Regions from separate parts of the Mus musculus genome. Here region 1 is linked to region 2. The links are chromatin contacts, called in public HiChIP or PLAC-seq maps. All regions are on one chromosome and are shown on one strand. Each heading gives the region's core, a stretch centred on a gene start, on an enhancer-like site or on the middle of the called end of the contact. The rest is flanking DNA. Distances are from core to core; before and after follow the strand shown. Region 1 holds the start of Pah (phenylalanine hydroxylase). Region 2 overlaps Gm16271 (predicted gene 16271).

The links. HiChIP or PLAC-seq counts read pairs in DNA pulled down with a chosen protein or histone mark.
Region 1: a contact with region 2 is called in an H3K27ac HiChIP or PLAC-seq map of hepatocytes, with 6 times the contacts expected there. The contact joins the promoter of Pah here to the enhancer-like site in region 2. A contact is called at or near these places in 12 of 39 promoter capture datasets (the 3T3-L1 cell line, the C10 cell line, the HPC-7 cell line and 8 more), 9 of 15 datasets of contacts at CTCF or cohesin (the NIH/3T3 cell line, embryonic stem cells, hippocampal excitatory neurons and 4 more), 267 of 484 Hi-C or Micro-C datasets (the 3T3-L1 cell line, 3T3-L1-derived adipocytes, the 63-12 cell line and 131 more), 36 of 115 datasets of contacts at active chromatin or transcription factors (the 230-238 cell line, CD4 single positive thymocytes, PVALB interneurons and 24 more) and 5 of 9 other capture datasets (adipose tissue, embryonic tail, embryonic trunk and 2 more).

Annotation. Positions count from the first base shown.
Region 1 is chr10:87,516,078-87,523,690 of GRCm38.p6, reverse strand. It overlaps Pah (phenylalanine hydroxylase), which reads right to left and starts at 1,896. Exons shown (of 13, transcript NM_008777.3): 1 at 1,615-1,896. The coding sequence starts at 1,674.
Region 2 is chr10:87,031,089-87,038,141 of GRCm38.p6, reverse strand. Gm16271 (predicted gene 16271) reads right to left here. Exons shown (of 5, transcript NR_165263.1): 5 at 6,257-6,645. Among named protein-coding and RNA genes, the nearest start is that of 1700113H08Rik, 23 kb to the left of the region's middle. Within about 2 kb of position 5,116, at least 3 of the 459 cell types and tissues checked have an H3K27ac peak or open chromatin away from gene starts, as enhancers often do. A contact at or near this core is called in the AML12 cell line, hepatocytes and liver, where this site is marked.

The DNA.
Region 1 (7,613 bases), core at 647-3,146, 490 kb before region 2:
ATACTGTTCATCTAGGTTAGACGTGTTAAAGGGATGTAAACAGACCTGGCAAGAGAGCTCAGTGGATAAAGGACTTGCTCATCAAGCCTGATGACTTGAGTTCAATACCCAGGACCCACACTGTGAAAGGAGAGAGGTAACTCCAAACTGTCTTCTGTCTTCTGCATATGCTCCACCTCCTCACACACGTAAATATAATTGAAAATCCTAAGAATGCATACATGCGTCTCTTGCAGACTGACAGAGCTAGAAGATGCCCTAACTAAGCTATCCCAGCAGCCCACCTCAATTTTACAGACACTAAGCAACCCCCTCATCCTAGCCAAGCAACTTCTCAGTACATAGCTTACATACGCAAATACGACACGCCTGTTGTCTTGACTGTGTGTGTGGTGGATTTCCCATGAGTGAGCTATACCAAGCACAGCATCTGCCTTGCTGTCTGTCTTTCCTGCTCTTCAAGACTCATTCTGTTGAACAAACTAACCAACTTTGACCAAAAGCACATCAGCAGTTTCAAATGTTCTAGGAAATGTAGTAAGAGATTCGTAGTCGATGTTCAGTTGCTTTCATCTTAATCCTACAATATGGGGGTGGGGTATTCTTTTTTTTTTTTTTGAAGGAAAATGTTCTGCTTCTGATGCTGAGCCTATACCAGGACATGTTTGGACCCTCTTCGAGTGTCCCTGTTTTTGGTAGGAACAATCTGTAGATTCACAAACATCTAAGTGTTTTATAAGCCACTCCCCCTAGCTCCCCACTCCCAGATTTCTGTCTTGAGCTCCCCAGATGGCCAAGGGACTGTGCAGCCTGCAATATAGGAGCTTAAAATAGGGTAGAGCCAGAATCCTTGGGCTGATCTGCCCGACCCTCATATCAACCTTCTTTAACACAAATTTCTCTGACTCCAGGCAACCCTCAACCCCTTAGTCCTGTCCAAGGAAAAGCTAGAAAAGGCATATTACCTCCAGAGACTGAATCTCAGTGTACAAACCATGATTTGCAATCTGGGGAAAGTACAAATATCACAGAAAAGAACATGTTCTGCAAGCCCTCCCTAGGGAGGACAATGGATTCCCTCCACCCCCAGCATAATCCCCAAGGTGCTTCAGGCTCCGGGCTAACTCCTGTTCATTTCCCTCTCTGTTTAATTTCTCCCTCCTTGGTTCTGAGTAAGTCCCCCCCCCCAAATTCTCTTCATGCGACATCACCTCCTGAAAGCCGAAAGAGGACAGTTTCTTACAAGCTTGTCATTTTGATACCCAGAAGAAAGGATTGAATAAGTATCCCTGGAGAGATAGGGACTCCCACCCCAGGTGACTAAGGACCAGCCATTTCCTTTCAGTGTACAGAAGATAAAGCCAATAGGCAGAGGATACCAATGAGCCACCCAAAGACACACAGATGTTGGTAGCAGCTCAGATCCCCAACTTTCTGTATCCTCAACTTGTTAAGACTAGTCTCATCAGTTGACTTCCTGGGCATTTTCCTCGCCTCTAAATAAAGTCATATTTCTTAGTAGCCTTAGGAGACTGGAAATACCAGCATTTCCCAGACTGCTTTCACATGTGGGGAACCAATTCTCTCCTAGCAGTGGAAGCCCAACAGGCTTACCTGCCCAAAGTCTGAGAGTTTTCTGCTCAGGACTCCGTTCTCCAGGACAACAGCTGCCATGCTGGCTCTCAGTAAGTGAGGTGTCTAGCTTAGCAGCAGGGTTAGGAAAAGTTTGCACTCAGGATGCGGGGCTGATGGTTTTAACCTGGCTCTCAGGACAGGAGAGGAGAGGTTTTGAAGGGTGTCTCCCACTGCAGTCTACAAGGTCACTCTCAGTGGGTGTTGCCCTGACGTAGCAGTGGATAGACATGAACAGTCCATACCCAACTCCAGTCCTGGACTGACCCAAGCGGGAGGCTTTGTGGGAGGGGTGGCAGCCACAACATGATTCTTTTGGCAGAGTATCCTGGACAAGAATAGAAGGCAGAGAGCCCAGACTACCTACATCCTGACGCTCAGACAGGCCTGGCAATGCTGAGACATTGGAATACCTGGAGTATGGATTCTCCGCAACCAGAGAAAAACCAGAAATAATCATGATGATGATGGAGGATAGCAATTAAGGATGACTGTTCCCTGCAAGCACAGAAATAGAGGCAGGATTGCAATTTAAACACGCTCCACTCTCAACTCACCTTTTATTCAATGCCAAGCAAGTTAGTCTCCATGACATACTTTTCCTTAGGCAACCACCCAGATGACCCTATGAGGCGAACATGAGCAAAAGCCCGGAGGTATCGGGGCTGAAATCCAGCCAGTTCTCTAGGTACTAGTATGGTGGCTGGGTCTCTGCAAAGAGGACAGAAGGGCCACCTCGCTGAGATATGTTATGTGCATGAATGACACAGACGAGATGATGCTCTGGGTATTCAGTCGGGGCTGTTCTCACCATTTACACTGCATAAATGGAAGCTAATGCTTAAATGTCTGTCTAAAAAAAGAAGGAAGGAAGGAAGGAAGGAAGGAAGGGAGGGAGGGAGGGAGGGAGGGAGGGAGGAAGGAAGGAAGGAAGGAAGGAAGAAAGAAAGAAAGAAAGAAAGAAAGAAAGAAAGAAAGAAAGAAAGAAAGAAAGAAAGAAAGAAAGAAAGAAAGAAAAGAAATGAAACAACAGACTGCCATGGAGCATTTGCTCTGTGTGTGTAGTGGTGGGGTTCTCTGCACTGGGACTACAGCAGAAGCAAGCAACCTCCCCATCAGCACTGCACCATTCTAGTGGTCAGGCAAAATAAGCAAGTTCAGATAGGACTAAGCCTCAGGGGAGGGGCAAATAGAAACAGGAACGAGGAGTGAGCTGAGTACCAGGTACTGGGAAGTGGTCTCAAGTGGACATGAAGGTGGCATGTCAGAACCCCATTTTTCGGAGAAGGAAACTGAAGGCAGATATTCATTGCTAGCAGAGAAATAAAGTATGAAAGTACAGGAAGGTCAATTTCAGAAAGACAGAGAAGTCGGGGGCATCAGGGGACTCAGAGCCTGCTTAATAATTACCCAGGCAAAGTTAATGAACTATGAGGGAGCAGGTCAATAATAGAAGGGACTAGGAGTCCACCCCATCCCCTCCCACAATCCCTTGATCTAATAAACAAGTATCTGCCAAAAGAAAAAAGACAACATTTCAAGTTGGAGACTCAAAGCAAATGGATTGCTTCCTCATTGGATGGACAGCCACTCCTACCAATACCCCAGTGTCTTTGCTTTTAAAATGTGCGTCTAGGGGCATTGCTTAGGATTTCATGAACTTCCATAATGCAACCGACTTTCTCCTGAATCCCAAGAATATCAATACTGAAAGAATAATTTCTGTCCAAAAGGCATGCTTAGATATCTATTAATCTTCCCTGTGGTAAGTTACCAGAGCACATGTTTAAATTTCAACCTGCCTGTCTGAGTCCAGCATTTCTCCTGAGCAACAGCCTCAACCCGCAAGTCACAACCCTTTGTCAAACTCCTAGCTCCAAAAAATTTACATTGCAACTCCTAACAGTAGCAAATTACAGTTATGAAGTAGCAACAAAAATGAAGGCTGCTGTGTTAGGGAAGTTGAGAACTACTGCTCTCCAGATTGTAGATATGAAATGGGATGTGCACTCAGCTCAGGACTGCCTTAGAAATGTCACTCTGTTATCGTATACTACAGAGGGCAATGTCACCAAAAGAACCTGCAGCGTGAAAGTGAAGAAATGAATGAAGGCAACAGTGATGGAGGTCTTATCTGCATGCACATTGTGTGCTAAACACCAGGCAGCAGTGATGAGGCCTTATCTGCATGCACACTGTGCGCTAAGCACCAAGCCAAGCTCTTCCTATATGAGGTTTTATTTCTTCCTGCCATCCATCTTGCAGACAATTCCTCTACTCTGTATAGACAAAGCAATGGCTGCCCAACACATTTAAATCCACAGCTGTAATTCAAACAATGTTTGATTCAAGACCAAAGCCTTGGCTTTTAAAAATATTCTTTCTCTCCTTTTCGAAAAAAGCACATGACCTTTTTTGTTATTTTTTGTTTTGTTTTGTTTTGTTTTTTTGTTTCCCTTTTTTGTGTTTTGATTTGTTTTGTTCTTAGGAGAACACAGTGATGACCCTTCTCTTTTCTCTGAACACCAGTTAAAAACAGAAATCTAGGGCTGGAGAGATGGGTCACAAGTTAAGAACACTGGCTGCTCTTCCAGAGGTCCTGAGTTCAAATCCCAGAGACACATGGTGGCTCACAACCATGTGTAATGGGATCTGATTCCTGGGTATATGTGACGACAGACACTCATACATAGATAGATAGATAGATAGATAGATAGATAGATAGATAGATAGATAGATAGATAGATAGAGGAAAATCTTTGTGGGCTGGGATGTGGTTTATGAGTTAGTATAGTTGCCTAGCATGCTGGAAGTCCTAGGTTTGATCAGGAAACTTGGCTTGGTAGTACATGCCTGCAATCTCAGCAATAAGATAGTATAAGCAGGAAAATCAGAAAGTGGAGAATATCCTTGGCTCTGAAGTAAGTTTGAACCTAGCCTGAGCTATATGAAAACGTGTCTCCAAAAGCAAACAAAATTTACTTGGGCAAAATGATAACACTTATCTATGGACCAACACAAAACTTGACATCATAGGAGATTTCTGGTGAAGCACACATTGTAGATGATTGGATGCAGAGTGTGCTGGAACTAACAGTGGCAGTGGTGAACACTAAGAAAATCCAGTAAAAAGCACAGATCTACAAGTATTTATGAGGATGCTCTATCGACCACTGGGGCATGGTAGTGGGTGTGTGGACGTCAGCACCATGCAGCCAGATGAGCAGCTAGCTCTGTACTTGGCAACCTTAGAGCTGACTTAACTGATTTAAAAGTTGAAGATTTCCCAACCTTTGCTAGCTTATCAGCTTCTTTTTACTTAACTTCATGCTCACAGGGCTGAGTTAATCATAATCCATGGGTTCATGGCACATAACCAAAACCTACAAGTCACTTTTCTTAGGAGATTTGTTCTTTCCCTCTTATCTTGATTACTCAAGATAGAGTAATGTCCCTGGTACCTTCACTGCCCTGTTTGATGTCAGATGTACACCTGTTATATAAGAATATGTTTTCCTGATATGTAATGCTGGTCAAGAGGTGTACTATAGAGTTCAGATTCTGCTTTGAAAACATAAGCCTGGCCTGGGATGTGGACTTAGTTCTCTGATGATCTACTTGGTGTAAAATGTCCTCTGTGTGCAACTACTATTGTTGGTGTTTGATGCAGGTTTATGGTGTAACCTTCATTGACTTTGCAAAGTCCTTCTGAGTGTAGAGAAATGTTCATTTGTTTTCAAAATAATGTGTTGAGTTGGACAACTGACATTTAGAAATTGCTAAGTATGGCACCTATTCTGCTTAGTCTGTTAATGTGGCTAACTATTAACAAAATAACATGTTAATATTATAGGCACAGGTTTTTTTCAGACGTTAAGTTGTTTTTGTTCTAAGGTAACCCTTGTTTGTGGTTTATTCATTTTAATGCTCTATTTTTACATGGTTTATTCATATATTTTAATTTTCTTACATTTATTTATGCACTTATTTGTTTATGTGTGTGGTCCCAAGTCTCCCATGCCACATGTATATAGGCCAGTGAACAACTTGCACAGTCTGTTTTTTCATTCCACCGTTTGGGGTACAGAGGACATGCGCAAGTCATCAGGCGTGGTGGCAAGAGTCTTTCCTTCACCCACTGAGACATCTCACAGGTCCATCAGTCCATACTTCATATAGGATCTTTCTACTGATGTTTATGGGAAAAGAGGAACCTTCATTTCTTTACTTAGATGTCATCTCATGTTGAAATAACAATTATAACTGCTTTATGTAAGACCCAGCACAGCTTTCTGTGTGTTTATAATTTTGATTCTCATCAACAGAAAATAGACATTGTTTGTTCCTTGAGAATTTGGTGGCCTTCTTATATTTGCTGGGCCTGAGATAAGGGAGTAGGGATGTTATGGGAAAGTTCAAGGTTACATTCAGGTTCTTTAACAGTTATGTCATTCCTAAAATCTATTTCAGCCAGTTTTATATTTTTCCAGAAACTAACGCAGCTTCTTAAGGGCTCCATGAAACGAATAAATTACTGTTCATAATATTATTTTCCTACCTATATTTATTTTCATTTTTTCTGTATTCTATTATTTGTTGGTCTGTTGGGGAATAGGTGCATGCACACATTTTACCTGCATTTTGATCCTGAGGCTCTCTGATTAAGCTGGCTTGGTTGGCTAGCAAACCTTACCGGCCTGTTTACCCTGTATTGTGCTTTATTTATCTCTCATCTTGCCTGATATTGGTCCATGAAGAGCGGGCATTTCATCACACCGGTCTCTGTGATGTTCTCTCTTTCATTGATGACTCTCTGCTTGTCCTTACTATTTCCTTGTATGCTTTGTTAGACCTTTCCCAACTTCTTGGGTTGAGCACTAATTTGTTTTCAGTCATCTGTGTTTTCTTTTTTTTTTTAAATTTTATTTTATTTTTATTAGGTATTTTCCTCGTTTACATTTTCAATGCTATCCCAAAAGTCCGCCATACCCACCCCCCCAATCCACTACCCACCCACTCCCCTGTTTTGGCCCTGGGGTTCCCCTGTACTGGGGCATATACAGTTTGCAAGTCCACTGGGCCTCTCTTTGCAGTGACATCTGTGTTTTCTAATCAATACATTTAAAATGAAATATAAGTGCTACCATAGTTGGGTTCCATTTATTTGGTTTACTATTGTTCAGTTTGAAGTTTTGAATATAATTTTCTCAACGATTTAAGAGTTTGAAAGAACACATTATTTAAATTCCAGATACTTGGGATATTCTCAGCTTTCCTCCTTATTTCTAATTGGCTTCTACCAATTTATTGTCTCCTGGCAAAATGCAATACTTTTTTTCCTGAATCTATTCTAACCCAACATGAGCTGGAATGTAACACTAGTGATGAATATCAATAAGTTCAGACTCAAAGAAAGACCAATCTTTAGTTGAGTGAATCTCAGCAGCCTGCTTAGCCATTTTTCACAGAAAGAGGCCATTTCCATGGTTTGGGACAATCTTCACAAGGTCAGTTCCCTGCAGAGACAACACCACCTGTGTGAATGTCAGACCTCATGGCAGCTTGCCTCCCTGCATCACCCCCAGATTAATGGAAAGGGCATCAAAGGAGTTCTGGGAGAACCTTACCTAGATGCAAACACCTGGAGCGAATATAACATGTAAATATCATGTGTGTGCTGCATGGTCAGATGAATAGAATATAGCATTCTCCTTATGCTCAAGCAAACTCTCCCCACTTACAGCAGCCAGTCCCTGTAGGATGAATGTAAACCATTCAAAGCAATAGCCTTTTTGAATTTACTGCATGGGTGCGGGGCCGTGGGTGTGGGGGAAAGAGGGGAGTGGGAGAGTGCCCGTGTCCCACCAGAGTTTCGCTGCTTTGGGCAGGCAGACACGGGAGGACTGCCGCACATTTTCCACGAGGACTGTGGGGTGGGGGGCGAGTCTAGCTGTGTTAAGCCACTGACCCCATCTCAGCGG
Region 2 (7,053 bases), core at 3,867-6,366:
CCCCAAAGGCTCCCGGATCCCCTAAAGTTTCACAGCACCTCTGACTTGTACAACCATGGAGATGAAGCCATTGGTACACAGACCTCTGCAGGAGGCTTTGCCCAACATATAGCACTTACTTTGTACCAAATACAACAGACATCCTTGTATTTAATTCTCCAATAACTGAGACAGGTACTTTCTGCTTCCTTGTATTTGAGCTACCAGACAAGACAGGTTCGAAGTCACACAGCCAGTAAGTAGCAGAGCCAAGATTTAAAATTTTCTAGTCGCTGGATCACATTCTTTGTTCCCACCATTTGCTGTACGTTCTCACCATTTCCAAAAGTATCTTTCCATCAAAACACCAATGCAAATCATATTTACTATTCTAAGGTCTGGCCTTGTGGAAACTCATATATGTCTGAGTACTGAGATCAATGGGTCAGACACGATTTAAAAACAGAGATGATTCTCAATGTCTACCATGTCTTTTCCTCTCTCTGGGCATCCCAGTGAAAGACTTGTCTGCTCTCCACCCTTGCCTGCATTTCTGTTACTCTTTCTTTATGAGACATGTGGGGCGCGCCATCAGAGGCCACAGACATTGGGTGCTAAGAGAGTCCATAGGATTTCCTTTAACAAACAAGGATTCAACCGGAAGTGCCTTTCCTCAGAGCAGAATTCCTGAAATATTAATTTTTCTTTATCTCCTCTTTAAATGCCCTGGTACCTCAGCATCAGAGCCTCTCCCAGCTGACAGCTTTTGTGGCTAAGAATCATTTCCAGGCTTCTCAGATACAGGTTGCCAGGTAAACACACAGCTTAAACAATGGCCTGTTATCAGCAGACAGGCACTGAATTAGCCCAGTGAGCCACAGGTCTGGGCTGACAGCTGGAGATAGTCAGGGGTGGGAGATCTGCGAAGCTCTGCAGACTGCTGGGGTCCTGTTAGAGTGGATTAGTGAATCTGCATTCGGCTCACAGGAATCATAGCAGCTGTAATTTCAACCTGCAATTTGCAGACCCGATGCTTTTTTATTGTGGTCAGCTATTTGCACAGCGAGACAAAATCTCCCCCCTCGTGTGGTCATGGAAGTCTCACCATTGTTAAACGAGTGTTTCTGCATGCCACCCGTGGAAAGTAACCCACAAAAGTTCCCTCTGCAATCAATCGGTTTTTTTTTTTCTTTATTAGATCACAAACTTCCAGATTCTCCCCCCAAGGACCACAGAAGGGATCTTGGAAATCTCTCTTGTAGTTAGCTTGGTTTCTGTCAATACGTGAGCTTAAGGTACAAGTTATTAAGATGTATATTCTTATGTTAACTCGGGCTTTAAAAGTGCAAAGTCTCTCTGCAAATGGTGGATCCTGTATGGGATAGTCCCCTTCTCATAGGAGTTTTTTTGTGGAAGAGCCTCTGCATCAAGATGAGCAGCGCCAGGACCTCACGTTACCCGGAAGATGTGCGGAGACTCCCGGGGACAGCTCATCAGAATCCAACCTGTCAACAGCACATGGCCGGTCTGACTTATGAGGCGCGTCACGCGAGATTGTTTGGTATTCTGAAGAGGCAGTGGTGTATGTTGGGGGCCAAGGCGTGCAAGACACTTTGGGGTCTGCCAGACTTTCATTCCCTCCAGATCGCCCCCTGCCTCCCAGCAGGAGCTGACCCAGGCTTGGAAAAGGTTAACGAGCACAAACAGCCATCATTTGTGGCGAGTGGGAAAACCCCATGTGCTACCCAGCTTCTCTTTATGAGGCATGCGGGGTGGGTCTGCTCTGTTGTTCCATGGTTGGCACTGGGTAAATGCCCAGCGTGCTTCTGCTTGAGGGACTGGAAGGGCCTGTCTCCAGGACAGAGCCTAGGAAGAAGAAAAGAAGCCCACCCCATGCCATCAGTACCCTCCGTGTCTACAACTCGGGGGAAGCGAAGGGTGAAGGACGGAGGGACAAAAGTTGGGGACAGAATGACTCCGGAGGACTGAATACAGGCGTTCACCTAGACCTAATCGGTTCAAATGCTCTGTTTCAAACCCCATCTGCTTATCTCAAGCGAAGTTTGGGGACCGGCTCCTGTCCTATTGTGAGTCCATCATTTTGCAAATCTATTCCTGTCTACGCTCTCATTATAACAGATGTCAGCAGAGGAATCCGAGCTGTCAGGGAGCCGCCAGCCATGAAAAAGAGTAGCAGAGGCAATAGGCCAGGCAAACAAAACAAGTCGCCGCCACTGCAAGGGTAAACAGCAATGTTTGTCACAATATTTTCCCACATCGCCCAACAATTCCAAGAGATGGTGTTTTGCAAAGAGAAGGGGGAAAAAGTCACAGGAGCAATAATAAAGAAGCAGGATGGAGGCGTTGGATTCATCCTCAGTGGTGAACGCTATGTGCTGCCTAGGCCTACAATCAACTTTCTCTGTAGCAGAAATTAACATACGTCCAAGTCTCATGGCTTCTTCTCATATTAAGAACTCACAGCAGTTAAATTTTAGGTTGGGCAGCAATGAAAAGAGCTCAAGAATTCTGTGGTTTGGTGGTTTAGTTGGGGGTCTTCTACATCCCCCTAGGTCTCTCCCTTTTCTTTGACTAACCCTGGATTACCATCCTGGATGGTAATCAACAGGAGTTAACATCTTGCCTAATGCAAGGAGACTAGCTGGTGTAATTGCCAGCCTCTCCCTCTTGCTGAGTATTAAGCTAACCTGTGAGGCTACCTGCAGCGGGAGGCGATCAAGGGCTGTTATCCTCGATGAGGAGTTGGCTAAGCCAGGCTTTCTTGTCAGCAGAAAGCAAAGAACTGTGTTTGGGAACTGGACGTATTGAGATGCCTGGATTGTCTCCCAACTCCTGAACTCACTGGTTTGAGTGAGTCCTTTTCATTGCATTAGGTAAAGAATGGAAAGCAGGGAATTAAGTAGCGTTAGCATCCATCAAAACACACTAGTTGCTGGAATCCTCCACCCTCTGGGGGCCATTGGCTATGTCCTAGTCTCAGAATTACTGGAGTCAAGAAGCCATATCTGCCTCCCCAACCAGAAGTAAAGGCCACCCTCAGTTTTAATTCAAGAACAAAACCCTCACTGCACCTGCAAATGGAGCATCCAAAAGTAACCCAGGCTCTTGGAGTTCTTGTTGAAAAGCAGAAGAAAAATCACTGAGCGGGTCCACTAGCTCTTTAGAAATTTTAATTGACCCTAAATTTTAAAAGTGGGTTGAAACTCGGTGGCAAAGGGTTTGACAAGCAAGCGTGCGGCCCTGGTTTCGACAGCTTAGTGCCACAAACAAAATCGATTTAATAAATAAAGGGCAGCAAAACAATCATGCATTAAAATCTCTATGTGTAGCTCAGGCTGTGATGTCTTCTGGGGTACTTCTGTTTTGTACGATTTAGATGTTAATGCATACCATCCGTGTAGTGGCCTACCTAAACCTCGTGTCATCAGACACACCTTTAAAAAGATCTGAGACATCCTACTGTGCTCTGGAGAAACACAACTTACTTTCCATCCCAAGACAGCCAGGCAAATGTCGCTACCCCCGCCCCCTCATTCTATGACTGAAGAAATTGAGACTATTGGAGAGCTGAGCCCAAAAGCTGTGTCTTCACATCTGCCTCTCTGTGCCTTTCCCTGCACCTTATGTATGAAAAGATCCATCAACGTCACAGTCGCTCATGTGGTGGGGAACCATGACATCATGAACAAAGAGTGTGTATTAAAGCTTGTAAATGTTTGTAAGGTATAAAAATGGAAAGAAGGCCAAAAGGCAGAGGGTAAGGTAATATGGCCCAAATTCGTTTTAAGTGGGTTTCTTTTTGTACCTTGCTTAGAAATACAAACAAAATATTAACCATGATAGTTATAGGATGGCGAAAATGTTGCCTCTTCTTCCAATTTAACTTCTACTTTGAACATTTTATACAACGTGCATGTGAAAGCAGTATGGTGCCTTACAGAATAAAACCAATGCATTTGCTTGGTAGTACATATCACAGAATATGTTCTAAATTAGATACAATAAGGAAGGAGGCCGGGCATAATGGTGCAATATCACCAGCACACGGCAGGCTGAGGCAGAAGAATCAGAAGTTCAAAGCATTTTCTATGTAACATTAGCTCTGTCGATTTGACATAACCTAGAATAACCAGGAAAAGAGTATCATGAAGGATTGTCTATACTGGGCTAGCCTGTAAGTTGTCTGTTGGAGTTAATTGGTGTGGAAAAACCCAGCCCATTGTGGGTGGCACTATTCCTTAGGCAGGGTATCATGAATTGTGTAAGAGTGGAGAGAAGCAGAAAAGCTTTTGACTGTGTATGTGATGTGAGCTGTTCAAATCTCCTACTCACACACTGATGAACTATAACCTGAGACTGTAAGCTGAAATAAACCCTTTTCTCCCTAAGATTTTTTTGTTTGTTTGTTTTGTTTTGTTTTTTGGTCAGAGCATTTTAACACATCAACAAAAACACAGCAAGAACAGCTACACAAAGAGTTTGAGGCCAGCCTAGACAACAACCAAATAAATTCAGTGTAGTAAGAAAAGAAAATAGCACCGTGTTTAAGGATTATTTTTATTCCATTTATTTTATACGTATGAGTGTTTGCCTACAAGTATGTCTGTGCACCTCATGTGAATCTGATGCCATCAGGGGACATCAGATTCCCTGGAATTAGAGTTATAGAAAATTGTTAGCTGTCGTGTGGATGCTGGGATCCCAGATCCTCAGCGCTCTTCATCACTGAGCCATCTTTCCCAGACCCACTCTGCTCTATCTTTAATCACTCAGCTATGATTGATATGACCCTGTAGACTCCCTGATCTACTATGCTCTCTGGGGAGTGGGGAAGAGGACATTGTCATCTGCCAATTTGGTGACACAATTGTTAAATGTTCGTGATGCATTTGATATAGTCTGTGAGAGAATGCAGGAACATGAAGACGAGAGACACTGAAGTATTAGTATCTGGCTCGCTAGACTCCTCTAGCATGGGGGTAACGCACAGACACAAGTCTTCAAAGTGGTCGCATCAAGCCACCCCTCCCCACAGCAAGGTATAGCGCAGATCACACGACGATGGGAAATTGTGTTCCTACTGATGGAACAGGAATCAGCTACCTGTCATGGGAAGCTCAGAGTTCAGATGGTTCCTTGGCTCCTTGTGGACTCTGTCTCCTGTCCAGCAGACGTGACTGGCAGTGTGACCTCCTGGAAAGTTCTTGGCTATGTGTCATAATATTGATGATGCAAATGACTCTTTAGCCAAGAATGTTAAGTTCAGGCAACAATGACAGCTACATCCTCCGGCTCAGTGATTGCTTCAGTGTCCTTGTCTGTCACCACCCCAAACTGCTCCTTCATTTCAGGGAACTTGAATGTTCGTGAATAATCTCTTCAGGGCACAATTCTGACAGGATAAAGTTTATATTTACATTTACACGTATATTCCGTCTGAGACCTTACATCTAATTTGATTTCGCTGTGCTCAGTTGCTTCAGCAGCTCCTCTGGCCTTCATTGCTGGCCTTGTCCTTTCTGCTTGTATTTCTTGTGGGTCTGAGTTCAGAATCTCTCTTTCGCTAGTTATCTGCTTTCCACCGAGCATGTCCCCTGGGTACCAGTGACCAGTGACCTCTGGTACCAGAAGTGATCTGGGTTCTACAGCACACACTGTGTTGGGGACAGTTAATATTTCCAAAGCGGGTTTTTAAATGAACTATCTCAAGAAAACATTGTTCGTGGCACATATTTTATATCAAAATGTGTGAAATTGGGTTTCTATAGATCTGTGGTTCTCAACTTTGCCAACGCCCTGGCCCTTTAATAGAGATCCCCATGTTGTGGTGACTCCCAACCATAAAATCATTACCGTTGCCACTTCATAACTGTAAAGTTGCGACTGTTTCAGACTGAAATGTAAAGGTTTTGTGAGCTGGAGGTTTACCAGAGAGGTCACGACCTTTGAGAACCCTAGCTGTAGCTCAAAGGATGCAAAGAGCAGCAGCCTGCTTTTGTTCGCTCATGCACTGCTTGACAGGTTCCAGACTTTCAAGAGTTAAAGAAGATGTACCAAATGTGCATCTGGGGGTTGGATGCTCTAGCCCTGCTTCCCATGAACCCCAACACTGGCATGGTTTTGAGCCAAGGCCTGGCTCTTGTTGATGTTGAATCATTGCCTTGGTTTGACCACCAGCTCAGCACTTCCTAACAGATAAGTCTTTATTTCTCTCAGGCCTCAGTTCTTCACACGAAAAATGGGACAGCATGCTACCTGCTTTGTAATAAGCAGTTTAATTTGAATTAGGTGTTCTAGTTCATATTAGATGTTTTGCTTTCTTCCTGGGTATATAAGTGAATGTCAATGAAATTTTAATTCTTTAGTTTGATCCACAAAATTGTTTTATGGACCTATTGTCTCCAAAAGTACTTACTGTTATGAAATGTGTATTCTAGTGAGTGCTTCGCTTACAACAGATTTCTCTAATGTCTGTTTGCATGGTTTCCATTTGTCAGTCATCATCTTAGAGTCAGAGGTAGGATTCAAATAAAAAAAAAACCCCACAGAAGTCATTCTGAGGCTTTGCACATCTGGTTACATGCCATTTCTCTTACTTCTTAGTGTGTTGATGGTCTCGTCCTAATAGGATGAGAATCCCATGCTCTAGAATAGAGAGGAGAGGAGAAATGTTGGAAAGTTGTAATTTATGCTTTCTAACCGTGTAATTATGTCCTCAATACTTAACAAGCTCTTTAAAGACCCAGGACTGAGGACAGAAAGACTACAGAAGTCACAGGAGATGGAGGACACCAGGAGAACACGGCAGGGCTCACAAGGGCTCACAGAGACTGAAGCAGCAAACGGGATGCCTGAAGGTGTAGCCCCAGGTCCTCTGTGTATGTGCTGTGGCTGTGAGCTTGGTGTTTTTGTGGGACTCCTCACTGTGGGAGCAGGTATGTCTCTGACTCTCCTGCCTGCTCCTGAGACTTTTCCTCCTTTAGGGTTGCCTGTCCTTTTCTGGTTCTATCCTGTTTTGTTCTGTTTGGTTGATGTCTCTTGAAGGCCTGCTCT